Linked DNA regions of Mus musculus: all the other regions are linked to region 4. Evidence: chromatin contacts called from public HiChIP or PLAC-seq and promoter capture Hi-C data. All regions are on one chromosome and are shown on one strand. Each heading gives the region's core, a stretch centred on a gene start, on an enhancer-like site or on the middle of the called end of the contact. The rest is flanking DNA. Distances are from core to core; before and after follow the strand shown. Region 1 overlaps Mrrf (mitochondrial ribosome recycling factor). Region 2 holds the start of Ttll11 (tubulin tyrosine ligase-like family, member 11). Region 3 holds the start of Rbm18 (RNA binding motif protein 18). Region 4 holds the start of Strbp (spermatid perinuclear RNA binding protein). Region 5 holds the start of Rpl35 (ribosomal protein L35). Region 6 holds the start of Morn5 (MORN repeat containing 5). Region 7 holds the start of Ppp6c (protein phosphatase 6, catalytic subunit).

What was found. Promoter capture Hi-C pulls out the DNA fragments that hold promoters and counts their contacts. HiChIP or PLAC-seq counts read pairs in DNA pulled down with a chosen protein or histone mark. Capture Hi-C pulls out chosen DNA fragments and counts their contacts.
Region 1: a promoter capture Hi-C map of liver shows a contact between it and region 4, with 2.4 times the contacts expected there. The contact joins the enhancer-like site here to the promoter of Strbp in region 4. A contact is called at or near these places in 8 of 39 promoter capture datasets (the 3T3-L1 cell line, 3T3-L1-derived adipocytes, the HPC-7 cell line and 5 more).
Region 2: a contact with region 4 is called in a promoter capture Hi-C map of pre-B cells, with 4 times the contacts expected there. The contact joins the promoter of Ttll11 here to the promoter of Strbp in region 4. A contact is called at or near these places in 2 of 39 promoter capture datasets (3T3-L1-derived adipocytes and pre-B cells).
Region 3: an H3K27ac HiChIP or PLAC-seq map of embryonic stem cells shows a contact between it and region 4, with 8 times the contacts expected there. The contact joins the promoter of Rbm18 here to the promoter of Strbp in region 4. A contact is called at or near these places in 8 of 39 promoter capture datasets (the 3T3-L1 cell line, 3T3-L1-derived adipocytes, the HPC-7 cell line and 5 more) and 2 of 115 datasets of contacts at active chromatin or transcription factors (embryonic stem cells and stem cell-derived neural progenitor cells).
Region 5: a contact with region 4 is called in a promoter capture Hi-C map of liver, with 4 times the contacts expected there. The contact joins the promoter of Rpl35 here to the promoter of Strbp in region 4. A contact is called at or near these places in 5 of 39 promoter capture datasets (the C10 cell line, cranial neural crest, liver and 1 more), 4 of 484 Hi-C or Micro-C datasets (CD4 T cells, CD8 T cells and embryonic stem cells) and 2 of 9 other capture datasets (adipose tissue and liver).
Region 6: a promoter capture Hi-C map of liver shows a contact between it and region 4, with 5 times the contacts expected there. The contact joins the promoter of Morn5 here to the promoter of Strbp in region 4. A contact is called at or near these places in 2 of 39 promoter capture datasets (liver and pre-B cells) and 1 of 115 datasets of contacts at active chromatin or transcription factors (large pre-B cells).
Region 7: a contact with region 4 is called in a promoter capture Hi-C map of adipose tissue, with 4 times the contacts expected there. The contact joins the promoter of Ppp6c here to the promoter of Strbp in region 4. A contact is called at or near these places in 4 of 39 promoter capture datasets (the HPC-7 cell line, cranial neural crest, liver and 1 more), 1 of 484 Hi-C or Micro-C datasets (CD4 T cells) and 1 of 9 other capture datasets (adipose tissue).

Annotation. Positions count from the first base shown.
Region 1 is chr2:36,158,196-36,161,869 of GRCm38.p6, reverse strand. It overlaps Mrrf (mitochondrial ribosome recycling factor), which reads right to left. Exons shown (of 7, transcript NM_026422.2): 5 at 2,180-2,271. Among named protein-coding and RNA genes, the nearest start is that of Rbm18, 23 kb to the right of the region's middle. Within about 2 kb of position 2,394, at least 8 of the 459 cell types and tissues checked have an H3K27ac peak or open chromatin away from gene starts, as enhancers often do. A contact at or near this core is called in liver, where this site is marked.
Region 2 is chr2:35,978,569-35,982,630 of GRCm38.p6, reverse strand. It overlaps Ttll11 (tubulin tyrosine ligase-like family, member 11), which reads left to right and starts at 2,811. Exons shown (of 10, transcript NM_029774.3): 1 at 2,811-3,459. The coding sequence starts at 3,007.
Region 3 is chr2:36,134,523-36,138,568 of GRCm38.p6, reverse strand. Rbm18 (RNA binding motif protein 18) reads left to right here and starts at 1,865. Exons shown (of 6, transcript NM_026434.4): 1 at 1,865-2,087. It overlaps Mrrf (mitochondrial ribosome recycling factor), which reads right to left and starts at 2,171. Exons shown (of 7, transcript NM_026422.2): 1 at 1,870-2,171.
Region 4 is chr2:37,701,084-37,704,882 of GRCm38.p6, reverse strand. It overlaps Strbp (spermatid perinuclear RNA binding protein), which reads left to right and starts at 1,538. Exons shown (of 18, transcript NM_001379315.1): 1 at 1,538-1,691.
Region 5 is chr2:39,003,162-39,007,052 of GRCm38.p6, reverse strand. Rpl35 (ribosomal protein L35) reads left to right here and starts at 1,922. Exons shown (of 4, transcript NM_025592.3): 1 at 1,922-1,969; 2 at 2,185-2,321; 3 at 2,865-2,946. The coding sequence starts at 1,967.
Region 6 is chr2:36,047,743-36,051,803 of GRCm38.p6, reverse strand. Morn5 (MORN repeat containing 5) reads right to left here and starts at 2,331. Exons shown (of 5, transcript NM_029309.2): 1 at 2,229-2,331. The coding sequence starts at 2,275. It overlaps Ndufa8 (NADH:ubiquinone oxidoreductase subunit A8), which reads left to right and starts at 2,466. Exons shown (of 4, transcript NM_026703.3): 1 at 2,466-2,612. The coding sequence starts at 2,562.
Region 7 is chr2:39,223,586-39,227,695 of GRCm38.p6, reverse strand. Ppp6c (protein phosphatase 6, catalytic subunit) reads left to right here and starts at 1,347. Exons shown (of 7, transcript NM_024209.3): 1 at 1,347-1,529. The coding sequence starts at 1,455.

The DNA of each region.
Region 1 (3,674 bases), core at 1,145-3,644, 1.5 Mb after region 4:
GATGTCATTCATTTGCTTTACATCATTCAAATGTCCCTTCCTTTCTGAATCTTGCTTGTATAAAACCCCCAAATTTCTCTAACTTTCTTAAAAGATTTTTTTTTAATTTGTGTGTCAATGTACATACCCACATGAGTTCATGTACACCACAGATGTACAAGTGTTCAAGAGGCCTGTGGTGGTGTGAACGAGAAGGGTCCTCATTCAGTGCGTGTGTTTGAATACTTGGTCCCTAGTTGGTGGAACTGTGAAAGGATTTGGAGGTGTGGCCTTCTCAGAGGAGGTGTGGGGCTGGTTTTGAAGTTTCAGAAAAACTCTTTCCATCCCCCAGTGTATACTCTGCTTTCTGTTTGTGAGCTCTCAGCTGCTGTTCCAGCATCATGCCTGCCTGTCTACCACCACGCTCCTTACTACGATGGTAATAGATCCCAATACCCCTGGAACTATCAGTCCCAAATAAACTCCTCCATGTATAGGCTGCCTTAGTCATGGTGTTTTCTCACGGCAATAGGAACTAAGACAATGCCAAAAGGCTGATCAAATCTCTTGCAACTGGAGATACAGTTGTAAGCTATCTAATGTATGTGCCGGGAACTGAAGCCAGGTAGGTCCTCTGCAAGAGCAGTAAGTACTCTCACCTGCTGAGCTCTCTCCAGCCCTCCTTTACCTCTTTGCCCTGCTGATTCTTCATAGACATTAGCATCACTGGACATTACACTGACAGTTTATTACATCTGCTCAGCTAACTCTCAGGTGAGCTTCAGAAAAACAAGGAGCTTTGCTGTTCTGTTTACTGCTGTACCACAATAAAGCGTGTGTCCTATGGTTAGTACTCAGTAAGTATTTGTTGAATGGCTAAACAAATTGATCCAGTGTGTGGTACTGTGTAGTAGTAATAGGGGCTTCGTTTTTCTGCTGTGTAACCATGGCTCATGTTTCACCTGGATTGCTGTAACTTTGATTGTTGACTGTTCTTTTTATCTCTACTCTGTCTCATAAATTCCATATGTTAATTAGCAATGAGAGAGACACCCACAAAGCTCTGTAAGATCATCAATCCATGGCCTTAACCCATCCAACGGCTTCTCCTCACCATTAGAAGAAATCCCGATTCCTTCCATGGCCTTGAACCGCCCATCGGTACTTGTCCAAACCCTGCTCTCACTAACCTTTCTTTGAGCTTCAGGCACACCAGATTTTCTATTACTCAAACATGTCACCATCCTGTCAGTTCTTTCAAGAAAGAGTTACATTGTGTAGATCAGACTGGCCTTAAACTTCTGACTCTCCTGACCCCACTTCCCAAGTATTATCTTTTCTTTTTAAAAATATTTTTAATTTATTATTGGTGGGGAGGGGTTGCTGCCACAGCCCACACGTGAGGCCAAAACAACTCTGTAGAGTCAGTTGCTTCTTTCCACCTTTATGTGGGCTCAGGGACTGGAGTCAGCCTATCAGGCTTCTATGGCAACGGTTTGTTTTTAACCCACTGAACCATCTCATCAGCCCTGTCTTCTCTTTTCAATTTTAGGAACAAAGATCTATTTTTATTCATTTAAAACCCCATTAAGAAACAAAACAAAAAACCATGACTTTGGATCTATGCCTTTAATTCTTCAATTACCAAAGACTAATGTAAAAATAATTCGATAGGGATTATGGGGTTAGAGTTGACAAGTGTCAAGTTGCTTTGTGATCTGAGGCCTTTGCTTGCCACTCATCTTTCCTGGACTGTTTCCCCTAGGCTGATGATTCTGCCTCCTCAGCAGGCTCTCAGCAGAAGCATTAGCTCCTTACAGAATCCCCACACACTAAAACTGCCCTGTCCTCTAACTCTCCCACCACTCGCCCTCACTTGAATACCAATGCCTTTTATCTCCTCCTAGAATTTACTTCACGTGAGCTGTGATGACTCTGTGTGCTAACTTGTCCTAACTTTCCTGCCAGAAAGTGTGAGGACAAGGGGTTCTGAAATTCACTGCTGTAGACCAAGCATCTAGCACACATAGGTATTCGGTAAACAAGACTGTACCAGCAAACTGATCTTATAGCACAGCCAGAGTAAAAGACGCAGGTAAGTGAGCCACATCATTGGCCCAAGAATGCTGCAGGGCACTGGTTTCCATCCAAGGGCAACTACCCCACACCACTGGAATACGTGGATTTCAGCCAAACTTACTTAGGAATGGGTACCCGAATTAGTGTTCCTTCCACTTCTGGGTTCAGATTCATTCCACTTTCTCTTATAGCCTTGATAGCTGCAGCTGTACACTGAAAACCAGATCAAAAGGTAAACAGAATTAGTAAATAATTATTACCAGATGCAAGCCCTCTGTCGATAACTGGCAACCCATCTTGGCAGAACATGGAAACATTTAGTTCTGTTACCAGTAAGATCAGGAAGTTACACTGGTGTAGAGTGCTTTGATCAAGCTGAATAGCAAACTATGTCCACTCCTGGTACCAGTGTATTGCGGAAGGAAAAAAGAAAGAGTAGAAAAAAGAAAAAGAAAACAGCTCTGCTTCTTTGAAAAGATTTCAATGGTTTGAGGCAACACAGATCAAAACCACAATAAATTCTCAAGGGAGGAGGGCTGGTCTGTGCAAAGATCGGTGCAAAGACAGATGAAAGATTTCATACGTTAAAAAATCCAGTTGACATTTTACACTCAAAATATACCAGTGCCAATGTGGAATGAGTAAATAAATTTAACTCGTTCACATCTACACTCAATACCAAGCTTACACACACTTCAGCATAAGCAATAAACCTCCAATGGTATGCACAGCAAAAAGGGGAGAATGGCAGAAGAGTCAAAGCACGATCTTGGAGTCAGAAAAGCTTCAGTTTATATCCAGCTCTGGGACCAGGATCCCTGCGAGGTATATTTGATCATTCACAATCAGAGATGATGAGGTACCGGGACATCACTAAGACAGTGAGTGAGCTAAAGCACCTTACTCAGTGATTGGCACTGTTAACATTCAGTAAGAGCTGTTAGTGTGTGAATAAACTGTGTCCGTGTACTGAGCACAAGTTAATGGCAGAGTCAATGGAAGCATTACACTGAAACACTATCACCCTAACACCCTTCAGGAGCCCCTCTGACAGGCCCCCTCCCTGGTACAGAGTCCCTAACACTCAGCCTCACCTTGTAGCAATCCTAAAAGCAACAGAAAGTGGGTGGAAGACAACAAACTCACAAGAACAAGGCTTCTGACATACTCAAAAGTATTTCAGGTTTTTCCAGAGCAGATCATGCCATGCCACTGGAATTCAAGGCCAATCCCTGTCTTTGAGTTCCTCTCCAGCTCTTATGTCTGAAAGGCACGGAGGGTGGCACACACCAATTTTATTTCTCCAAGCATCTCACTGTTAATGTTTTAGAGGAGGTATCTAAAAAACTTCCATTCCATCTTTAAATAACCTTAATTCTATACCTGTATGAGGTCAAAATGTCAAACTAGAATATCCACACCCAGGTGTGAAGAATCTAAAGCTTTAAAATGGCATTTCTGGCATAGACTCTCAGGTTGGAAAGGGAGCTGTGATATAACCAAGCACCAGCTGTTGACTGTGAACAAGTGGCCTACAGGGTAAAGCCAAATCCTTTAGAACAGACAGCATTCTCTGACAACCCAAGAAACAGGCAATAAAGACACGACCTATCAAA
Region 2 (4,062 bases), core at 1,562-4,061, 1.7 Mb after region 4:
AGAGCCTCTGTGACTGTGTCTCAGTGGGCAGAGCCTGTGCTTGGTTTCTTCCTCACTGGCTCTGGCCATGGCTTATGCCATGGCCACGCCATCTAACTATGCCTGCCCCATTCTCAAGATTCAGCGTATAGTTCATGTCTGATGTAGAGCCTGGCTTTTAATTCTCAGGAAACTCATTTGGTCTCATGCTTCATCTTTATTTTTCTCTCTTCCATAATTATCTCACCGGGTGAGGTCGGCTTTAAATTGAAGGACCAGAGCCATCTCAGCGGACTGAAAGCTGAAGATGTGGGCAGAGCTGGAAGGACACGTGGGAAGCCCCAGAGGCAGAAGAGATTACGACTGTATAAGCAAGCGGCTATCGCTATGTGGGCCGCTCTTTTCAGATGTGATAAGCTGTAAATAATTTGTTACTGCATCCACAGTGCTCTTTGTGGATCACATTTTCTGGTCTTTTCTAGAGAGAAATCAGTTCAAATCTGTCCTTGCCTAGACTGATGGGGAGGCTGAGATGATTTCTCTGTGAAGTGGCAGTCAGGATGTGGTAGAGGGTTATCATGCACACCATCAGTACAGACTGTAGCTACTTCTGCCGGAGGGCACTGAGTAAAGTTCCCCAAAAGACAGCTACCAAGATGACTCTGAGTTTCCTAGGCAGAGACACTAAGGAAGGGTACATCTAGGCAGAGGGAACAGTGTGTACAAAGTCACAGAAGCAAAGAGAGGATGTGATTCCAGAAAAGAGGGTAGAAAGAGACAACTAATGTTTGAAATTTATCAAGAGAGGTTGTGCAAGTAGAGGATGTTTCTATGCTTGGAGAGCGCAGCTCCAGCTGCGGTATGAATGGACAGGAGTGTAATGGAGACAGATGGTACTCATTGGGAGGCTGCTGCAGCAGCTCGGAGAAAAGGCAGAGGCTGACCTGACACAACGGTGACAGGGAAGGCAAGAGAAATGCTATCTCAATGTAAAAGTCACAACTGTAGGGATGGATTAAGAGAGGAGGGAGGTGGGGTATGATAATTTTAAGCATTAATGAATGAGAGACATCAGGTGGGACAGGATTTGGGGTGTCCTACTATTCATCTCCAGAACTTTCCTTACTGAAAGCATAACCCTGAACTAATTCCTGAGGGAGAGTGAATGGCTGGGCAGGGAAGGCCCCACGGACAGCTCCAGAACTCTCCGAAGGCCTCAGGCAAGTCTCTGGTTCTTGATATTGGGGCCTTAGAATCAACGGGGCAACTTTAACAATCCCGCCCACCCCCAACCAGTCACACCCACAGGCTCAACCAGATGTTCTGGGCCACAGGGTAAGCACCTCAAGCACCTACAGGTTCTTGACGCCTCCACACCTGGGTGGGCCTCGAGGCAGCTTGTTCACACACTGAAATTCCCGGCCAAGGAAACAAGACTTTTGGAGAAATGCAGGAGGGGCCATTTTCCCCCAGGACCCTTAAAACTAAATGTGGCAGAACTCACTGAAGTGCAACCACGGCCACTGGTCAGTCCAGGCTGCTGTTACGACTTTCTAACCCCATTTTCTGAAACTTTCAAGTTAACCCAAATGTGGCTCCCTCAGGCAGGAGAGGACCCTCTTCTAGATCAACTCTACATTTTTATGCCTACCTTAGTTGGGTATAGGAGTTCATCACTCAGGAGGCAGAGGCAGGCAGAACTTTGTGAGTTTGATACCAAGTGGTCTATATAGTGAGTTTCAGGACAGCCAGGCCTGCTAAAGAGACCATCTTAACAACAACAAAGTATGGCAGCCATGAAAAACTGAAAGGAGGGGCTCAAAGAAATACTTGTACATGAATGTTAATGGCACTATTAGTCACAAGAGTCAAGGGATTAAAATAACCAAAAAGTCCGCAGAAAGGTCTATGGAAGAATAATTGTGCACGCACACATAGAATATTTGTAAGCTTTATGATGGAGTAAAATTCTGACACCCACTATGATGAAAAACAAAAACAAAAACCTTGTGAAGCCAAATAAGATAAAAACAAGAGGTACCCCAGTAGTTAGATTCAAGGGGGAAATAGACTTGTGGTGACCAGGGCTGTGGGGTGGGAATCCCAGGAGTTAGTTTATGGGTATGCTTTCAATATGAAAAGTTCTGAAGATGAATGGTAGAGATGGTTTGCACCACAGTATGAATGCACTGAATGCCACTGAAGAGTGAATTAAAAATAGATTAAATGAGGGCTGGAGATGAAGGCTCATCTGCCATTCATTTCCTGGAACCACGCAGCAGGTCACATCAGGGAATCTGATGCTCTCTTCTGGCCTCCTTCTCCACCAGGAACATGCATAGTACACATACATACATGTAGGCAAAATTATACACACCACACACATAATAAATTTAAAAATAATTAGTACGTTTTGTTATATGTTTTTATTGTAATAAAAAGTGTTGCCCTCTACAAGTCTAGGAATCTGAAGGGCTTCTCCATCTCATGGGAGAGACCTGAAAACCGACAAAGGTGGCCTCCAGCCTCAGTCTGAGGCTCACAGAAAAGGAGTCGATGAATGTAGTAGGACTGGGGAAACTAAGTCTCGTGTTTGAGGAAGATGCCGCTCTTCCCAAGTCCTTCCCTTTCCAAGCTCGGGAGCGAGACAGGAGCGCAACCTCTTTTACCCTCAGCCCCACTATAAATCATTCCTAGCCAGTCCCTGAGTGCTCAGAAACTCTGCATGTGTGACAAGCTGCCCTCTTCCAAGATGGCTATCGCCACCTCTGTGACAGGCCTGGTCACGTGGACGCGCTCGCTTGTGAGGTCGCCGGGCCCGGCAGGCGATTGTCCCTTGCGGGGCCCCGTCCCGAGGCGGCGACTATCCCTGTCAACCGGGGCCTGAGAGATCATGGCAACGGGCTCGGGCGGGGAGCGCGTGGCGGCGGCGGCGGCGGCGACGGCGGCGGCAGTTTGGTCGCGGGCCGGGACGGCGGAGCAGCGGCGGCGGCGGTGGCTGTGGCGCCGGCACCGGCCCTGAGCGTCATGCGGCGCAGCAGCCCGGAGAAGAAGCCGGAGGCTGAGTGGGAGGCGGACGCGGCGGCGGCGGCGGCGGCGACAGCAGCGGCGACCGAGTCGCTACCGGCGGAGACTGAGAAGCAGCAGGGCGTGGACGCTGGCGCGGCCGGGGATCCAGAGCGCCTGGAGCTGGAGGAGCAGCCCAAGGACGTGGGCCGGATCCCGACCCCGACGCGACGCCACGCGCCCGAGGAAGGAGAGGCCCGCGTCGTCCGGCGGCTGCCACCAGCGCTGCCCCTGGCCCAGCCGAGGCCGGCGGCGCGGGCCCTGAGCCAGCTCGTGAAGGCACGGGGCCGGAGCCGGAGCCGGGTCTACCGGCGGAGCGCAGGCTCGATGCGGCCGGTCACCGTGGACAGCTCCAAGGCCCGCACCTCCCTGGACGCGCTCAAGATCAGTCTTCGCCAGCTCAGGTGGAAGGAGGTGAGGCCCGCCGGCCCGGCGCGTGGGCACAGGGGGGTCGTCCCGAGGCCTGGCCCCCGGAGCCACTTCCCAGGTCAGGTCAGCCCGTCTCTGCTCTGCTCCCCTACAGCTTTTCTTATGTCTGCAGCCCTGGCCTCGTCAAGCTGTAGATCCTGGTTTATCCGTCCTGTCTTCTCCTCTGTTGGCCCCGGGGCCAGGGGCCACCTTTCACTTTCTGCATTTCAGTGATATTTAAAGTTTAGTAAACTTTCATGCTTAGAGTGCCACTCTTGGGCCAGGTTTGTGCTCGCCAGCGCCTCACTACACTCTTCAACTTAGCTGTGCGACCTTGAGCAAGCTACTTTTCTTCTTTTGGTCCCGTTTACCTCGGTAAAGGGAAGCCGGTTCGTTCCGGTTTGGAGCATAGTGCCTAGTGCTTGCACAAGGTTTCAGCAAATGACAACCTACTTTCATCACGATCTTTTACCACCACCACCATCACCACCACCGCAGACACTGATTGGGGGATGTAGCAGGTGACAGTAAGTGGGGGTGAAAGCATGTGTGAGCAGATGAATCACCCTTGAATTCATTTCAGACCTTTTAAGGGACGGGGTGGGACAA
Region 3 (4,046 bases), core at 616-3,115, 1.6 Mb after region 4:
CACATTTCCTGAAATGCAGCTTTCATGCCAATACTTCATCACAGCACATAATTTTTAACAATAAAAGTAAATATGTATAATTACTTGATCCTTATCTAAATATCTCCATATGACTGCTGGCACTTCACAACAGCTCTAGTACACGAATCTACCTACTAACCTACTTGTCTATTACTGTACCCTGTACTTAGTATAGTACAAAAATAAAGACATCATACAAATGTGCTAAGTATGATAATGGACTTCCACAAAGATTAAATCCTTGCCAAATGTCAAAATGCTGGCACCAGAGTTGGAATCTACACCTCTGATGGCTGGTCCTGGGTTCTATTTCTCAACACTGCTTCCGTTATCCCCTGGATTTCCAGTTCTCTGCTTGGAACATGGTGTGCTTCTTTACAAACTCAGTACCATGTAAAGAAAGGTATTTGGAATACCTGACTCAATACAACATCCAAATGTCCTTGGCACACGCCAAAGGAGGAATAGTGGACAAAGACTTCACGTAAAGACTAGGACACCTGGATTCCAATGTACCCGCCTCATCAACCCTATCACATGCAACTTTGGAATTCACAACCACTTACATTCAAAGAGCATGGATCACAGCTCTACCCCAGATGAGAACTATAGCAAATAATTTCTCCTAATTTGGTTTTGTATCCTCGGCCATTCACTGAAGGAATCAAATCAAGTTTCCTGGCTTTCCAACTATGGGTTCTCTAAGATTCTGGGAATTTCAATGGAATGTGGTCAAAAGAGAAAGCACTGTGGATCCGATCCACCATCTGTGGTGAAACCACCCCGAGCATGCAGACCTTACAAGAGGAAGAGACGAAGACCCTTATGGAAGGTCTCAGTAAAGGTTGAATCCTCGGACACTATAGAAAATGTTAAGGCCAAGATCCAGGATAAGGAAGGAATTCCTTCTCTCAGCAGAGGCTGATCTTTGCTGGCAAGCAGCTGAAAGATGGCCATACTTTGACTGTAACATTCAAAAGGTGTGCTGAGACTTCATGGTGGTCCTGAGAAAAGGATAAAGGGTTATAGCACTGCCAAGAAGAATAAGAATAAGAAGGTTAAGTTGGCTGTGCTGAAATACTATAAAGTGGATGAAAATGTCCTCCTGATCAACATGGGGCTAGAGTGTTCATGGCTAGTTACCTTGACAGACATTACTGTGGTGAGTGTTGCCTGCCTTACTGCTTCAACAATCCAGAAGACAAGTAGTTGTGTGTGAGTTAATAAAAACACAGGAATGAGAAGGAAAAAAAAAAAAAAAAGCACCAAACTTTGAGATGGCCTAGGCAACTGTCCTGCTTCTAGTGCTTCCTAAGTATGTGATCTTAATCTGTAAAATGTGCCAGAGTCACGGGAATGATGAAGCACCATCGAAATGACAACTGTTTGCCCACTGGTCAGCAGAATGATGATTTTAAAAGCCCCAGGCATTCGACTCAGGCCTGGGTGGAATTCAAACTTCATCACTTGGGAGACGCGCGACCTTGGTAAAGACAGCGCTTGAGTTTTTGTTTCTTCATCACCACCGGGAATAATTACACCTCCGCGTGTAGGGTTGTTTGGAAAAGGCATTATTCCTGTCAGGTGACGTCTTAAGCATCAGGAACTATTTACCAAGTTCCCAGGCAAGGCTCTAAATGTCGGCTGAGTGACAATGGCCCCGCCCCACCCTTGTGAGCATAGAAGTCCCGCCCCCGGCCTTAAGGTCCAGCCGAACTCTGCTGAACCAGTCACGGATAGTATCCTAGCCCTACGAGGTCCCTCCGAGAGCCTAGAAAAGTGTCACCAGAGCTCGAATCCCGCCCACTCCTTGAGAGCCGACCCCCACACACACTCAAGGCCACTCACCAGCTACGGCCGGGACTATAGAGAAACACACGCGGGACAGCGGAGGTGCGGGCGTCATGACGTCACGGGCCAGCGCGGCGGCGCAGGCGTAGTGCGTCACGGGCGGCCAGGCGGCGAGCGGTGTTTCGGCAGAGGTAACCTCAGGTCCTTCGCTCGGACCCCAGCGTCGGAAGCTGCTTTCGGGGCATGAGCTGAGGGCACAGCTCTGAGGCTAGCAGGTGAGTACCCGAAGCTCAGTGCCATCCTGGCCGCGGGGCCTTGGCGAAAACCATCCTCACCCGCAGGCTTCTAGGCCCCGCCCCGGATTGTCCTGTCTCTGGCCGGAAATAACAATCCCATTAGTGACTTCGCTGCCAGGAATCGGGGTGCCGTGGTTGTTGGCCTGACCCCGTGGTTAACGTGTAAGAATAAGCGACCCCAGTCCCCTCCTGACTTTTAGAGTAGATACCGCTCAGCCGGGAGGAGTAGATTGGCATTTGTGAACATGTTACTCAAAGGAGTTGTCGCCTTTGCAACCCCCAAAAGACTTGATAGTCACATACTAACTTATTAGACTTTACTGTTTGTTTCTCAAAATTTCATGAGCTGAGCTGTCACATGTATATTCTTATTTAAAATGACCACGTGATGCAGGAATTTGTCTCCATCTCAGGAAAGAAGAGAATTGAAAATAGTGCCAACTCTGAGCCAGGCAGTGTACAATATGCTGGGCATAGAGAACCATGATCAAGGCCCTATGCCATAGGAGCTTTTATTATTTTAGAAACATAGGCAAAAAGTAAACTACTCATTGTGTTCACACACAGGAGCAGAGATCCTGAGGAAGATACCTAAGGGAGGGACTGTTACTAAAGGCACAGTAGTTGGAAAAGTTGATTTTGAGTCGAGTCTCTCTAGCCCCATGTCCTGTACTCTTCCTATTTATACATGGCCTCTTTGGCATGTTTAAGTATCTTTTTGGTGTTACAGTTGTTTTTAGACGTGAGAACATCAGAAGTTCTAGCATTCAAATCCAGCATTCTCAGTCTGAAGTAGTGCAACCCCCAGTCACACAGCTTTCTCAGTGTTGGGTGAGTTCTCAGCATGGTTCTGAAGGCATTAGGGGTAGAATTTGGCAGAGCTACAGACTTTAATGAGGTACTCTCCTCATAAGGGAACTAAACTGAAGAGTCGTTAAATGATAGTGCCTGTCTCAGTATCTGTCAATTACTTCAATATTTTGCCGTTTTTAAATTTAGTTCTCTTTTTCAAAAATATCCGAGAATGGAGAGTATTTCGTACAAGGCAGAGCTTGAGGCACTTCTAGATACAGAAGATACATGTTTTGGTTTGGGGGTTTGGGTTTTTGTTTTTTTTGTTTTTTTTTCCTAGGAGGGAGGTCTGAAGTCTGGTATAGGCAGCTATCGTCTCTGTCCCTTTACCTTTCCTTTATCATATTGTATATTTATTAAAATTTCATTTTTCATCTATAAACTCTTTTTTTTCTTCTCAGCAACCTTAACTAATTAGGAAAGCAGGATTTATCTTTACAGATCTTTTAGGTTTATTAACTCTGTGTGTATGAGCCTGTCCTGGCTATTTTGTGTCAACTTGACACAGCTGGAGTTCCCACAGAGAAAGGAGCTTCAGGTGAGGAAATGCCTCCATGAGATCCAGCTGTAAGGCATTTTCTCAATTAGTGATCAAGGGGAGAGATCCCCTTGTGGGTGGGACCATCTCTGGGCTGGTAGTCTTGGTTCTATAAGAGAGCAGGCTGAGCAAGCCGGTAAGTAACATCCCTCCATGGCCTCTGCATCAGCTCCTGCTTGAGTTCCAGTCCTGACTTCCTTGGTGATGAAGAGCAGTGTGGAAGAGTAAGCTGAATAAACGCTTTCCTCCCAGTCTTGCTTCTTGGTCATGATGTTTATGCAGGAATAGAAACCCTGACTAAGACATCTCCTAACACTCACTCTTTGCAAAAGTTACACAAAGAAAGCAGATGGTGAACTGTAATAACTAAGGAGAACCATCTCATTATTAACAAAACAGTAAACCTGACCAATAGCTAATATATATTGTTTTACTGTTGCTAAATACAGTGATTTTTGTGATGTATGTGATCTTCACAACTGTCCTGTAAAATAAGAACAGTTGCCTCTGATTTTACATTTGAGGGGATTGAGGCCTATAAAATTTAG
Region 4 (3,799 bases), core at 289-2,788:
GGCTCCAGATGGAGTATGTTCTAAACTGATAGAACAACCAGGTTTCCAGAAGGCTAGAATGAGGTGCCAATCAGACATAGTGATCTGGGGCTTAGCATAGACTTCAGGGATATGTTACAGACCTGGGGATAGCTAGGAAAGGACAGCTTTGTTGTTAATGAAGTGTCAAGGAGGGGCAATGGGAAGTGTGTATGTCCTGAAGTTGAAGGCCATACTCAAAGCTTTTTAACTCTAAGTATTAACATATTCTGTGAATGAAGTACTGAGGTCATATATTTTGGTAGTGCTGTGGATGCAACCCTGGACTTTGTCCATGTCAGGCAAGTATTATTGAGAATCATTTCCAGTCCAGAGCTGTTAATATTTGAGTCTGGTACAGGAGCAAGATGAGAAGGGGACCTACCAGGGGGAGTGTGGGAGGTCAGTCCCCTACTGTCTGCTCAAATTAAGTGGGGTTCTTTGCTAGGTTTGCTTTAGGCTAAGGACCTTGACTTATTCTTCAGTGCATTCTAGCACCCTGCCGAGTGTGGAGCATGCAACACACACTAAGCATGGGCTGAACCCCCTGGGAGAATGCTAGGCACTAAGAAGATGCCAACGTAGAGCTGTAAAATAAAACTTGAACCTTTTATTTCTTTCCCAGTACCACCGTTGGAACAAAGTGGGTAGGTGTTTAGCTAGACTACTCCAGACCTAAGGAGGGAAATAAGGAGGGAAAGGATTTCCCGGGCCATTAAGGGTGGAGTAGGGAGAGGAGATTTTGATTTTTGTTCAGTGCTTGCTATGTGCCAGGAAAATTCATATCTATTGTTTTATGCCATCTGCTCAACGGCTCTTAAATAGGAATTACAGTTTTAGTTTTTGTGAAGTGGAAACTGAAGCTCGAGCGGTTCGGTAACTTGGCCAAGGTCACACAACCGGCAAGTGGGAGGGGGAGCGAATCAAGGAGGGATCGGAGTCTCTTACTCAGCCAAGGTACTGCCTGCCCCTCCTCCACCCGGGAGGCATTGCGGCGCTTACTCCGTTAGCGTAAAGGCCGAGGCTGGAGCTGGAGAAGCATCCCGCACCGGGACGCAGAACCTGGGGAAGCCGGCTCTCATTGCGGCCGGGAGCAGCTCTCAGAACCTGCAGTTACGAAGTTAATGCGCGCTTAGCTCTTTTCAGCAGTTGGCCTCCGCCCAGCAACGCTTACCGCCGCAGGCACAGCGGGGCTCAGGTACGGTTTGCGGCCCGGGCTAGGCGCCGCGAGGTGGGCGGGACGCAGTTTACGTAAGCGGTCTCGCAGGTGCAGGCGGCGGCCGCGGGCCTGAGCGCCCTGCGCGCTCCCAGGTGCGCAGTTGACGCAGGCGACAGCGCGGCGCGGCGGCGGCGGGCGCTGGCCGGAGCTCTCAGGTGCGGCAGAGCGCGCGTGCAGGGGGCGCGCGGAGGGCGATGGGGCGGGCTTTCCGTTCCCCAGCAGCCGCGGGCCCCGCCCCCTGGATCGGCCAATGGGCGTGCTCGGCGGCGTCACGTGCTTGCCGCCGCCGCCGCGGTCGCTGCCGAAGCCGAGCTCGGATCCGCGAGCGCCACCAAGGCAGCAGCCGCCGCAGCCGCCGCCGCTGTGCTGAGGAGCCGGAGACGCGGGCGGACGAGGTGGCGGCGGCGGCGGAGCGGGAGCGGGGAGCGGACGCGGGCGGAGCGCGGCGGCGCGGGTAGGCTGCGGCGGGGCCGGCGCCTGCGCGGCGGGCCGTCCCGGGCGGGCGGCGGTTGAGGCGGCGGTTGAGGCAGTTGGCGGAGGCTGCCCGGGCCCCGCATTGTTTGTTGTGCGTCCTTAGCAGCGGCGGCGGCTGCTGAGGCGAGGAGCGCGGCGCAATCCCAGCCCCGCGGCTTGAGCTTTGTGGTCGCCGCCGCGGTACCCGGCCGGTCCGCGTCAGGACTGCGGGTCGCCTTGCTTGCTTTCGGGGTCGGGGTCGCGGGTCCCGGCCCTGAACCTCCCGAGGGCGTGGGCAGCGTGCGGGGCGCCAGCTCTGGGGAGGTGGGAGGGTTCCGGACTCGGGGCAGGTGCTGGAGGACGTTGCGGGCAAGAGCTGGGGAGAGGCTCGGGGGGCGGGCACAGGGTGTGGGCAGATTTGGGTGTAAGGGAGCGTTGAGGGACCCGGCCCCACGGTGACCAGGGCCTCAAGGGCACGCCTGGGGGACCCATGGGGGCCTAGGTCGGGCTCGAGAGGGAAGGAGGACGTTCCGTTTGGGGATTCGGATGGGTGTGTAGGGGGATTTGGGGCGGGCAGGGGCAAGTGAGGTGGTGGAGGGAGGGACAAGATGGGCACCTCTAGGCAGAAATGGAAGGAGCAGATGCCCTGGTTAGCGCTGCTTGTGAGGGGCAGAGAATGGGGCAGGCAGCGGGAAGGCCACCGGACGCCTGAAGGGAAATGGCGGAGGAGGGGTCCGTAGCTGGGAGTGTGGCGAGCAGGCTGAGCCCCAAAAGATGGAGGGAAGGAGTGTCAGAGGAGGGGGTTCTCTCAAATGGTGGCGGTTGAAATTGAGGGTATTCAGGCAGGAGATGTCTGTCTGTGTGTGTGCGCCCAGGACGTCAGGAGTTCCCTAGTGAGTATCTGGCTGGGAAGTATGGAAGGAGACAGGAAGGGGTTGACAGGCTTGGGGAAAATGGCTTGGTTCTGTATTCAGGGTAGAGGAGGATAGAGCAAGTGGGAGGAGGAGTGGTTTACACAGGTACTGAGTTTGAGGGCTTTGGGAGAGAAATGGGGATAAGGAGGTTATGTGGAGGTTTTAGGTTGGGTGGAGAGAGATGTCAAGGCAGGAGGTGTGTGTAGCAGTAAAAGGGCAGCAGAAGTGAGTGAAGCGGAGGGTGTTTGTGTGAGAAATTCTAGTGGGCACCAGCAGAAGAGGAAACCTTGAGGTTGGGAGCACCCTGGAAAGGGATGGGGTGTGTGGCAGGATGGAGAGTGGGGTGGTGAGCAGAAGGGAGGGAGAGGAAATATGGGAGTGGTAGGTAAGGTGTGTGTGTGTGTAAATGGAAATATTCCCAGGGCAGGAGGTGTGGAGAGAAGTTGGGAATGAGGAGGAAGATGGAAGCGGGGGTATGTTTGAAGGGAAATCAGTAGTAGGATGTAGGGGGTATGTTTGAAGGGAAATCAGTAGTAGGATGTAGAGGAAATGAAAGGAGTAGGCAGGGGACAGAAGAAAGGGTATTTTGTAGTAGAAAATGTAAAGGAATAGTACTTATACTGAAGGAAAGGAGAGGTGTTTATGGGTTTATGGCTGTAGCTAGAAGGACAGTTGTATGGAGTTGGTGTGCTGAGGGAAGTAGGATGCTCATGTTTAAAGCAGGAAATGACTGTCAGAGAGGGTTCAGAAGTAGGTTACTTAATTAAGATTTTGGAAGATTCAAGGTGTGGAAGTGTGAGGAAAGATTGGAGTTTTACAGTGTTAAGACATTAAAGGTGGTTGCCTTTAATCTCAGTGCTTGAGAGGCAGAGGCAGGTAGAGCTCTGAGTTAGAGGCCAGCCTAGTCAGTTATAGGAGAGCCAGGGCCACACAGAGAAACACTGTCTTGAAAAACAAAACAAAGACAAGCAAACAAGCAACAACAACAAACCCAAAAGACAGTAAAGGGTCCAAAATTAAGTCACTGAGAGATAATAAAGGGTAGAGTGCAGATGTCCAATGGGAGGAGAAAACTAGGGAGGATTATTTTCAGGCTTAGAGGAACTAGAAATTTGGGACAGTGGACACAGGATGTGGATCCTAGACTGATTAACAGAGAATAAAGGACTTTCAATTGCATACAATATCTTTTTTT
Region 5 (3,891 bases), core at 673-3,172, 1.3 Mb before region 4:
CAAAAAATGTCCAGAAATATGATGTATATTTGTAACTCTAGTAGAATCCTGGTCATCTTTAGACTTCCATTTAAAACTAATCCACACTCGGTTCATTTCTCCTTATCCCATTTACAAAAGGCTTATTCATTCTATCCAACCAGTATCCCCATCCTGGGCCTGAAAAGCATTAAACCCTCAGAGACCTTCAAGACTGGCTCTGGAAACAGGCACACAAACACATGGCTTAACTCAGCTTGGTACTTAAGAGCACTTAGGATACAAGGGTACGCTGCTACACTTGGGATGGGAGGTGACTAAAAAATGTTCATTACAGTACCTTTTTTGTTTTTTTGGTTTTTGGTTTTTTGTTTTGTTTTGTTTTGTTTTGTTTTCTCGAGACAGGGTTTCTCTGTATAGCCCTGGCTGTCCTGGAACTCTGTAGACCAGGCTGGCCTCGAACTCCGCCTGCCTCTGCCTCGCGAGTGCTAGGATTAAAGGCGTGCGCCACCACGCCCAGCTTTCATTACAGTACCTTGAGTACCTCTTCTATCAGCATCAAGTCATGAACAATTGAGAAACTGCTGGAAAAATGGGCAGCTGCTGAATGGAGCTTGGCAAAGAAAGGGCTCCAATTGGTCAGTTTGGTCAACTCATCACACAAACCCAACATCGTCTGCTTTGTTCTGATCTAGATGCTAGCGGTCTGTCTGGGACTGTAGGCAAAGGGTCATGTGCACTTTAACCATGTTATAATTTCCCCAATCTTTACATATCAGGTCTTGGCTGGGAGCTTTGCAGGTTTTCAGTTTAGTTCCTCTAATCCTCAAAGATACACTAACCGGAGACGCGAAGGGACTTGCCAAGATATAAACTGGTACTAGCAATAAAGCAAGACTCTGTTTCGGAGCTTTTATTTATTCTTGTATCAGTGCCGGGAATGCACACAGCTTTGTGCATGCCAGGGAAACACTACCACGGAACTAAGCTACCAGCACGATTTGGAATCTCTCTGGAGACGGTTTCATTAATATATCTTGGTGTAATAAAGAAGGCTTGAACTCCGGATCCTCCTTTTCCACTGCCTGGGCGCTGTGACACCGTGCCCAGACCTAAAGCAATAATCAGAAATCCCACAAAAGTCTGGGGATGAGATTTGTACTACTACATACCATCTCCGCAAATTCTTGCTGGATGACTTTATTGTTACCCTTGCCAGGTGGTGGCGCACTTTGGATACCAAACTTGGGTACAAAACAAGTCCAGGAGATAGGTAGGTAGGTAGGTAGATAGATAGATAGATAGATAGATAGATAGATAGATAGATAGATAGATAGATAGATAGATAGATAGATATGGAGGCCTTGTATTTAAAAAAGAAAAGAAGAAAAAAAGGATAGCGAGATGGTTAGGTCGAACCTGACCACTTGCGTTCGACGTTCGAGCGCCGAACAGTGGAAGAAGAGAACTCCCACAGGTTGTTCTCCAACCTCCATGCTCGCTGGCTCTCTCACATACACTTGCGAGGCATTGTGGCACTTGTACTGTCAGCATTAGGAAGCGATTTAGAATAAGACCTTGTCTCAAACTTTTAAAGAAAACCCTCACACCTCATGCCCTCCGCACCCTGACACCACCCGCGGCTAGCTCAGCCCCGCACAGACCAGAGAACTTCAAGCTTCCGAATAAAACCGAGGGAACAGAAGAACTGCAGCCTTCTCTGCGCTGCCTCCAGCCAGCCCGGTGTTGCTCATCGCGAGACTCAGTTTCCCCAGCTGGGTCGCTTAGAGACCAGCCAACCTTAGGAAGGCAGGACTTCCGGGAAGCGGAGGGCACCACGGCCGCGGCTGCGCAGGGGCGGAGCGGGCCTCCCAAACCGCGACGCTATTGGCCGTGCCCGGCGCCACCCGGCAGTAGTTGAGGAAGTCGGCCCCGCCCTTTCCTCTTTCTCTCGAACCAGGCTGCTTCAGCCGTGAACAACGCCGAAATGGTGAGGCTGCGGGAATCGGGTGCCATCGGTCGCCGGGGACACGTGGGGACAGTGGCGCGGGGCGCGGGGCGGACGGGGGGAACTCAGAGAGCAGCGGGGGCCGGCTCAGGCTGCCCGCCCTCGCTTACGCCGCGGCCTCTGGCGCACCGTCCCTCCTGGGTCGGCCGGGGACGAAGCGGGAGCTCCGTGACCCATAGAGTCGCTCCTCATTGCAGGCCAAGATTAAGGCTCGGGACCTGCGCGGCAAGAAGAAGGAGGAGCTGTTGAAACAACTGGACGATCTGAAGGTGGAATTGTCCCAGCTTCGGGTCGCCAAAGTGACAGGCGGCGCCGCGTCCAAGCTCTCCAAGATGTAAGTGGGCCTTGAGGTCCCAGCTGGGTGCTTCCCCTTCCCTGCCTTGGCCCCTTGAGCCATTTCCCCTCGACTGTCCTTGGCCAACTACTGTGGTGAGAGAATAGGGCATTCCTTGAAGGGCCATGGTGGTGCCGCCTCACATGGGTTGTAGTACGGCTGGAAGCAAGTGGTGACGACAAGGGAGGGAAACTTGAAAAGAGACGCTGAGCCCATGTGTTCCAGTCACGAGTTGATCTCTTATCACCATGACTAAAATCAGCTGTTCGTGGCCTCTGCCTGGCTTCAATGTCCTCTCTTCACACCTGTTCTCTTTTCTCCAATTTGTGATTCCTTACACTGAACTAGGTAACTTGAAGGCATGGTCTCAGTCTCTGGCCTTTGGGATAAGTTCTTGGGCCAAATCTGCATTAAGTGTCCACGTCTATCTGTTGACAAACCTGTCCTTATCTCTAGATTTCCCTCCTGGGTGGCAGAAATGAGGGCCTTGTGTTGGAGGGGTTAATGTGCCTACCTGATCTTCACTGCCATCTATTTTTATAGACGAGTCGTTCGCAAGTCTATCGCCCGAGTCCTCACTGTTATTAACCAGACTCAAAAAGAAAACCTCAGGAAATTCTACAAGGTGAGCACTGGCCAGGAACTGTTGTGGAAAGGGTATAGGGTACAAGGGACTGGAGGACTGGGCCTCAGTAAGCTCCCATTATGTGGCTGAGTTTGCCCAGTTACCAGCTTCCCGAACTGACAGGAGTTCTTGGTGTCAAAGGGTCAGATGTGGCTGGTCAGGGTGGCGCAAGCCTTTAATCTCAGCACTCAGAAAACCAAACCCAAAAAAAAAGTCGGATGTGAGGGTGGACTGGACACTAGCTTTGAACTCAGCTGTGTGGTAGTTGTTGGGTTAGATTGCTTTGTTAGAAGATGGAACTGGAACCCTAGCCTGAGGCAAAGCTAGCTGTTCAGGGTGTCTGTCTCACAGCCAAGCACCTGCTGTTGCAAGGCTTGGAAAGGTTGCGTTGCCCAAGGACACCCACAGTTGCTAAACAGCGACCCCCAAAAGCTTCTCTTTGGAGCCATATCATGAGGACATTAAGGGTATTGCTGGGATAGTTACAAGATGTTTGTTATGTTAGTGTTGTCAGGCAGTGGTGGCACACGCCTTTAATCCCAGCACTTGGAAGGCAGAGGCAGGAGGATTTCTGAGTTCGAGGACAGCCAGGGCTACACAGAGAAACCCTGACCGGGGGTTGGGGGGAAACGTTCATGCTTTCAAACTCACATGCTGTGCTAGGAATTTACTTCCTTTGACCATGGCTGGTCTCCGGAAGAATTGGGGTAGGGGGAAGCTGTGTCATTTTATAGTTGAGGCCATCAGGTGGAGTCTTTTACTCAGTGTTGGGTCTGGCTCATCACAAAGTATGACTTCACTGCCCACAAGGGACTTTTTTTTTTTTTTTTTTTAACTTAGGCGGGTCTGAAGTTCGGTTTCTGAGATGCTGGGGCCCAGACACCCATCACTCAGCCTGCTGAGTGGTGTAGGACGCTTACCTCACCCCTGCGCAGTGGCGTTTGA
Region 6 (4,061 bases), core at 1,082-3,581, 1.7 Mb after region 4:
TTAGATATGGTACATGCAAATCATGGATTTTAAAATGTGGCTAAAAACAGATTTTGAAGCATAGTTGACATGCACATACACATACTTAAAGTGTACAGTTCATACATTTTGACAAAAAATCCTGGAAACCACCCTCATGGTCAATATGATTAATATATCCACCACCACAGTTTATGCTTACTCTCTTTAATCTTTTTTGTTTGTTCCCCCCATTCCTCATCCCTAGGCAAAAACTGACCAATTTTCATGAATTGATTTCCCATAATTTAATATAAAAAGTATCATATATACTCCTTTTTTTGCTGGACATTTCTGATTCCTTTCATTTAATATAATTCCTTTAAGATCTACTCATGTTACTGTTATGTGAACCAACATTTTCCTTGATGTATACTATTCCAGTGAATGGATATACCACACTTGTTTGTCCTCTCACATGTTGGTGAATGTCTTGCTTGATTCTAGTTTTCAGTCATTACAGTTTCCATTATATAAAGCTAGAAGGAGTACTCACAAGCACACCTCTGTGTGTGCATAGATTTTCATTTATCATGTTAATAACTAGAAATGAAATGGCTATCTTACTTTTAAGAAACTGCCAAGCTTTTCCAAAGTACTTGTCCAATTTTATATTCCCATCAGCAATGGGGAGTCTATATAACCAAAGATTAGGTTTTAATTTATTCTACATATGAAGGACAGCCAATGGACAGTGGTGGCACACACCTTTAATCCCAGCACTTGGGAGGAAGAGGCAGGTAGATAACTGAGTTCAAGGCTAACTTGGTCTATAGAGCGAATTCCAGGATAGCCAGGGCTCTTACACAAATCAAAACAAACCTAAAATCAAGATGTGTGTGGGTTTTTCAATCTCTGTGCCCAAGCCCAATCCTTCACCTCCACCTGTCAAAACTTTCGCTGTAGGAACTTTTGCCTCATGAAAAGAAATGATATGGTTTAGACACAAAGCTGGGTAGAAATTCTCGACTCCCTCACTTAGCTGGGTTGTTTTGTTAAGTTCCACCATTTATTTGCAAGATCAGCCTGAACTGTCTCACTGTCATGAAAGGCATTGCACACCCAAGCATCTTTGCCACTTTCCAAAGGGTTAGACAAGGGTCTTGAGTCCTTTAAGGCTCCCTTTTACCCTTTAACCTTGAAGCTGAGATAATACCATCTCCCTTGCAAAGCTGACTGAAGATGTGGACAGCATCCCATTATATATATTACTGCCACTCTCTCTAAGAATCTGTCCCTGTGCTTGGCTAGACCACTACTCCTGCTTCCTCAAAACACCCTGCAGTTCCTCTAGCCTGTGCATACAGATCCTCCTTCATCTCTGCATCTCTACAGCCCCATGAAGTGCTTTATAGCCCAAACAACTATCGCTTATCTGTCCATTACCCACCCCCCCAGCATCGGCCTCTCCAGCTCTAAAAAATTTTCTGCTTTCTTCATCCAGAGCTGCTGGCAAGGCAAAGTGACCATCTCACATGTGGTCTGCCTCTCTTGACCACAGGGCTGACCTTGATTACTTGTCATAACTGTGTTACGCTTAACCGTCCCACTGTGTTTGCAGGGATTCTGACCAGGGTCAAATTCAAAATCTGGACACAGAGAAAAATCAGTATTTGCCGAATAGCACTTTCTTTTCTTTTTCTTTAATATTTATTAATTTATTATATCTAAGTACACTGTAGTTGTCTTCAGATATCCCAGAAGAGGGTATCAGATCTCATTACAGATGGTTGTGAGCCACCATGTGGTTGCTGGGATTTGAACTCAGGACCTGTGGGAGAGCAGTCAGTGCTCTTAACTGCTGAGCCATCTCTCCAGCTCTGAATACCATTTTCTAGTTTTCTTTGCCTGCATAATTTTTTAAATATTTATTTTTTAATGTGTATGTTTTGCTCTCATGTATATAATGTGTACCATGTGCATGCCTGGTGCCTACAGAAGCCAGAAGAGGAACTTTGGTTACAGATGGTCATGGGTGCAGGGGATACGCGCACGCGCTCGTACACACACACACACACACACACACACGAATGAATGAATGAAAGAATGAATGAGTGAATCCTACCTATGCGACTTATTAGGTATCTGTGCTTGAGCACTATAGTTGAACAAGTTTTTGAAAGCATTTGGCTGAGGGTCCTTGGCGGAGGCTTAAAAACAGTTGTCTTTCACTAGCCTGAAAGTGGAGACATGGACGAATGGGGGCTTACCTCCCGTTTATGTATTCCCCGAAATACTGGCTCCCGGTGTACTGCATGTTAACAGCTAGTGTCTAACAGACACCAACTTCAGCTGTCTTGGCGTCACTATGACAACCAGGAGATGTGGGCGGAGACCAGATGAAGCCCCGCCCCTCGGGACCGCTAGACTTCCTGGAATGGCTTACGCTTCGCCTCCTCCAGCGGCCCTAGAGCAGTGCGCTTGCGCGTCGCTGGAGACGCATGCGCAGATGGTACCGGGCAGTCTTGGCCAGCCAAAGGGGACTTGAAGGAGACGGGCGACACGGCCGAGGGCACCTGGTCAGGGTCGCGGCTACCGCCGTCATGCCGGGGATAGTGGAGCTGCCAACTCTGGAAGAGCTGAAAGTGGAGGAGGTGAGGCTCTTCCTGAGGGCAGGCGGGAAGCCTGGGATTGCAGCTTTCAGGCGGGCCCAGGCACGGTTCCGGCCTCTGCGACCTGCATGGTCACATCTCGCCTTGGCTCCAGCCATTCCTGTGCGCACTGCGACCGGCCTCTCTTCTTGTGAATCGGGTGATACTTTCCATTAGCATCACCTAGCCCCTTGCTCTCCCTCCCGGTGAGGCGAGCCTGCCTCCTCTTGGTGCTCACCTTCCCCTTCCAAGTCTGTCAAAATCTCGGTGCAGAGCAGGCCTGGGTGCCGCGGCAGCACACAGTACGTGTTGGACAGTGAGTCTGGCATGGGCCAGGGTGTTTTGGTAATGGGACACAAGTAAAGCATTTACTTCTTCGAGAGACATTTAAGTATTTGTTATGTGCACGTGCAATGGGAAGTAAGAGACAGTGCCCAGCTCTTATAGTTTATAGTTTTATAAAGAGACAGATAAAGAGGCTGTACAGCACAGTGCATGGCTCTGTGAAACGTGAAGTAAAAGTGGTGTGCTATTGTAACTATCACAAACATGATCACTCCATTTCTAAAGGCCGGGCTGCTAATTGGAACACAAAGTAAGGTAGGGTATAACTGGTTTCCCTTGTAGACCAGAAATAGGCCCCAAGAGTAGAAGCGATTTGCCCAAGGTCACATAGACAGTGTATGGAAGACTTGTAACAGGAACCCAGATCTTTTCTGAAACCCAGCCTGTTAAATCTTTCAGCCAAAGTGCAACAGAGTGAGGAAGGACTTGTAGAACCGTGTTGTCGAGGAAGCTGAGAGCTGTCTGATGTCAGCCTACTGTTAGATTAGCGGTGCTAAGCCTCTAGAGAAGTCACTGACGAGGCGGGAACAGTTTGGACTTTATACTGTGAGACAGAGGGAAAAGATGGCTGTGTTGTCATGGCAGGCACTGTGTTGAATGTTCTCCTATACGACTTCACGTAGGCTCTCACAAACCTGTGAGGATGGCAACTTGGTATTTTCCTCAGATGAAGAAATTGTTAGCATATTTATATGAAATTGACTTAGAGGCGAGAGAAAGGATTTTCCTATCAGCCAGTCTTTTATTCTTATCCCACCGTGTAACTGGTCAAACATGAGTTGACATATTTTGTTAGATGTTTAATTTGGCTTAGCAAACATTTCATGCAAAAGCATCCTAATAAATTTCTCTTTAAAGTTTGCACAATTGGTATATATAATTATGTAAATAACCAGAGTAGTAAAAGTTAAAACACATGATTAGTACTAACACATGAAAGGCGGGCAAGCAGATTTGATGTTGGAGCTGATGTCTAGCCCTTTCTTTGGCTTGGTCATTTTGAGTAGCTTTCAGCACTTGTGGACAAGGGGTTTTGCTCAAAGTGAGATGACTCTGGCTGTACAGTTCTCTATGAGAATATAAGATGGGTAGACTAGCCACATTAGG
Region 7 (4,110 bases), core at 98-2,597, 1.5 Mb before region 4:
GCATCAGATATCTTCCATACAACTTCCCACCTTCCCAACTTTGCTGTGTTTTTGTTGTTGTTGTGTTTTTTTTTTTTTTTTTGAGACAAGGTCTTCTGGTTGACCTGCAACATGCTACATAGACTAGGCTATCCTAGAACTCACAGTTATCCAGCTGCCTCATCACTGCTGTGGTCAAATATGTGGTACACTATGGTCAGGTTAATTCTGAATCCTGTGTCAACCCATCCTCCTTACTATGCTGGAATGTTTTCCTTAAATTATCACTTTCTAACATGCTCTGAGTAATTTATTATATTTGTCGGTTATCTCTAACAGAATTAAATTGCAAGTTGAGGACAGATTTTTTAATACATTATTTTTTATTATTTTATTTATTTTGACTGCAAATATATTTCTGTACCACATGCACACAGTGCCCAGAAGAAGGTGTCTGATCTCCCGTAACTGGACTTGAAAGCAGCCACGTAGATGCTAGTAATAGAACTTGGATCCTCTGGAAGAACAGCTAGTGCTCTTAACTAATGAGCACTCTTTCCAGCCCCAAGGATAGAGATTTTTGTCTATTGCAGCCATTGGTTATTCTAACTGCCTATAAGTGTATCTGTACTTTGTTGCTATTCAATATAGAGTTGTCAAATGGACCAATGTTAAAGCTATAGTAGGTGTCAAGAACTGTTCTTGGCACTGGGATACGACAAAAAAAAAAAAAAAACCTTTCCGGCCCCCTCCTGGAACTCACCGGATTAAGTCAGTAGCCTGTTTTTCAGTCTAGGATCCATCTTTTCTGTTTCCTTTGAGATTTTGGGGCAAATAACACATGCAAACTTTGCATTCTTACAGTCTTACAAGAATTGAACAGGAGAAAAAAAAAGTGCCAGTATTTGTACAGAATGTGGCATAAGAAATGCTTTATTGTTTGTTTCTTCCCCCACCCACCACCCACCCCACCCCCCAGCCAGAGAACCGGTGGTGTTAAGTTTGTTTCAAATGTTGTCTAGGCCAGGTCTTCAGTAGTCCTGGAAAGGCGGTAACAGTAACTCTTAACTTTAACTGAAGATACTTTACAGGGTAGGAGTGAGAGCCAGGGAATTCTTAGTTAACCACTTCATGGTCTTCCTTAGAAAAAGCCTCATTTGAGGTGAAGTCTGTTGCCAAGGATAGGAAAGGAAGAGCATTTTACTAAAACTACAAATCCCAGCACGCCCCGCGGCAGAGAGCTACGGGTCCCAGTAGGTTTTATCAAAAGGACCTCCGGGTTCTCTTGGAGATAGATCCGTGGCCCGGAATTCCGCCTGAGAGAGAGAGCGGAACGGGTCAGGCTTTTACGTCGCTTCGCAGACGCCACTCACGGATCGGACGTGACGTAAGGAGGGTTCCGGATTCGGCCTCCGCCGCTGCCTCCGCTACTACAGCCGCTGCCGCTGCTGTCGCCGCGGCTTGTTCTTCCTAAAATGGCGCCGCTGGATCTGGACAAGTATGTGGAGATAGCGCGGCAGTGCAAGTACCTTCCCGAGAACGACCTGAAGGTGAGCCGGGCCGGAGGCCGTCCAGCTTGCGAGGCAAGCCCCTTCCGGCTGCGGGGCTCCCGCCGGCCCGCCCTTCTCCCTCGGCGGGATCCCTACCGGGCGCCCGATCCTGGCGCGGCGGAGGGCGCTCCGCGGTGCGAGAGGACCGGGTCCGAGGCGGCGTGACGCGGAGAACCAGGGGAGCCCGGATCCCCCGAATGCTGTCCAGTTCTTTGAGGGGAGATCCCGGGGGATGTCACGATCCCCTGACCCTCACGGGACTCCGAGCTTAAAGACTCTCACTCTAACTCGCTCGGCCTCCCGGAGACGGAGCCGGGCCGAGCGGGTAGTGCTCCCGGGATGGGGTCCTCCCAGCAGAGGTAACAGGAGCCGCTGTCTGCTCCAGGGACGCGGCCGCGGTGTGTTTAAGTCCCTGAGAGGTGGAAGCCGGTGGGCGGGATCGATGCGACCATAATGGGAGAGAATGACAAGTCGCCTCAGCTTCACCACTCCCCTAAATTGCTTCTTAGGAGTGGTAGTTTTCTTCTGATGATTTGGATGTGGATCTCATTTCTTAGCCCGTTGTTGAGCTATTTAAGTGAATAAGCAGTTGCTTATCAATAAGTTCAAATGTTTTTATGACCTCTGAGCTGTTCCCCTGTAACTCAAGGTGTCGTTTTCTTGGTTTTCCAAAGGAGGTCTTACTCAGTTCAGGCTAAGTTAATGCAGTAAAGAAGTAAGCCGTTGGTGTACCACTGTTATCAACCGTATTTTGTTTCTGCAAAAACTAGTGCTTAGGACCACGTTGGTGTTTATCCGATGGTTGCTAATGTCTGTTTTATTCCGTTAACTTTGATTTGCTATGTAGTCAGTCACTCTCGATCATTTGAATTTTTTTTTCATGCTGTTTTTGTAATATTTTTAAGCCACAGGCTTAAAACAATTTTTTCAAGAAAAAAATTGCCTTTTTCCTAACGAATTTTATTTCTCTTGTGAAGATTTTGCTCTGTGTCTGTTTTCTTGTCTCATCTAGTACATGAAGTTTATATTTAAATCAGCCAACAAGTATGCAAAATGTTTAAGACCTCAAGTGTTGGTTGTGTGAAAGTACATAGCTTGTAACTTACATACTGACTGCCTGTGTTACATGATTGGTGTTCATATTCAGCCACCTGAATCAGGCATTTGCCTTGTCTTCCTGCTTGGTAATTTTGTTTTGTCTTGTTTTTGCTTTCTTCCTGAGATAAGATCTTAATATAGTTCTTGCTGGGGCTGGAGAGATATCTCAATGGTTAAGAGCACTTGGCTGCTCTTCCAGAGGACCTGGAAATTCTGTTCCCAGCAAGGGCATGATAGTTTGTAACATCCTGTCACTCCAGTTCCAAGGAATCTGATGCCCTCTTCTGGTCTTCATAGGCACCAGGTACACATGTGTTCCACAGACATGTGTGCAAGCAAAGCAGCCATACACATAAAATAAAAACAAATCTTTAAAAAAAGTTCATGGTGGCCTCCAACCCAGTATGTACCTGAGGATGGCCTTGAACTCCTGACCCTCTTGCTTCTACTTCCCAACTGCTGGACCCTAACCAACATGCCTGGCTTTTTCTTTCCGTTCCTTTTTTTTTTTTTTTAATAAGATTTATTTTTAATTAGTTGGGGGGGGGCGGTTATGTGCACATTTTGCCTTTGTAAGCCAGGGGCACCAGGTCACCTGGAGCTGGAGGTACAGGCAGTTGTGAACCAAAAGATGTGGGTGATAGAAACTGAACTCGGGTCCTCTGTACAATCTTAACTGAGGAGCAATCTCTCCAGATCTTAGATATAGATATTTTGATACAGGGCATCATGTAGCCCAAGCTTGCCTTAAACCCCTGGTTCTCCGGCTTCCACCTTAATAGTGGTTTGTTTTATTTTATTGTGGTGTGAGGGTTGAGCTGAATTTTTTAAAAGATTTAGTTGTTTTTTATTTATGTAGATGTATGTGTACCTGTGTGAATTTATGTGCCCCATGTGTATGCTGGTGCTGGCAGAGGCAGAGAGCAATCCTAGGCTCCTGAAGTTGGATTTATAGGTGGTTTGAGCTACCTGATATTTGTGCTGGGAATTGAACCTGAGTCTTCTGCAAGAGCACTAAACTCTTTAAATTGCTGAGCCTGTTGTGTGCTTTTTAAATTAATTAAGTAATTATTTTGCTTTGTTTATCGAAACAGGGTTTCTCTGTGTAGCCCTGGGTCAAAGTCACTATAGGCATGGCTGGCCTTGAACTCAGAGATCCTCCATGTGTCTTTGGGATATGGGTATATGAGTGCAGATGCCTTCAAAGCCAGAGGCATTAGAGGCTGTAGTTACAAGCTGGAGGCTCTCTGAAGCTGTAGTTACAAGCAGTTATAAGCAGCCTGGCATGAGTGCTGGGAATAGAGTGTAGGTCCTCTGCAAAAGAATCATATGTGCTTTTAACTGCTGTGTCATTTCTCCAGCCCCACATTTATCTGTTTCTTACTAGACTGCCCCACTCCCCTAGTTTTTTGATTAACTACTGGGGAAGAAAATCTAAATTTTCTGTATATCCTTCAAAAAAATTGTTTCCTATCCTGGAAAC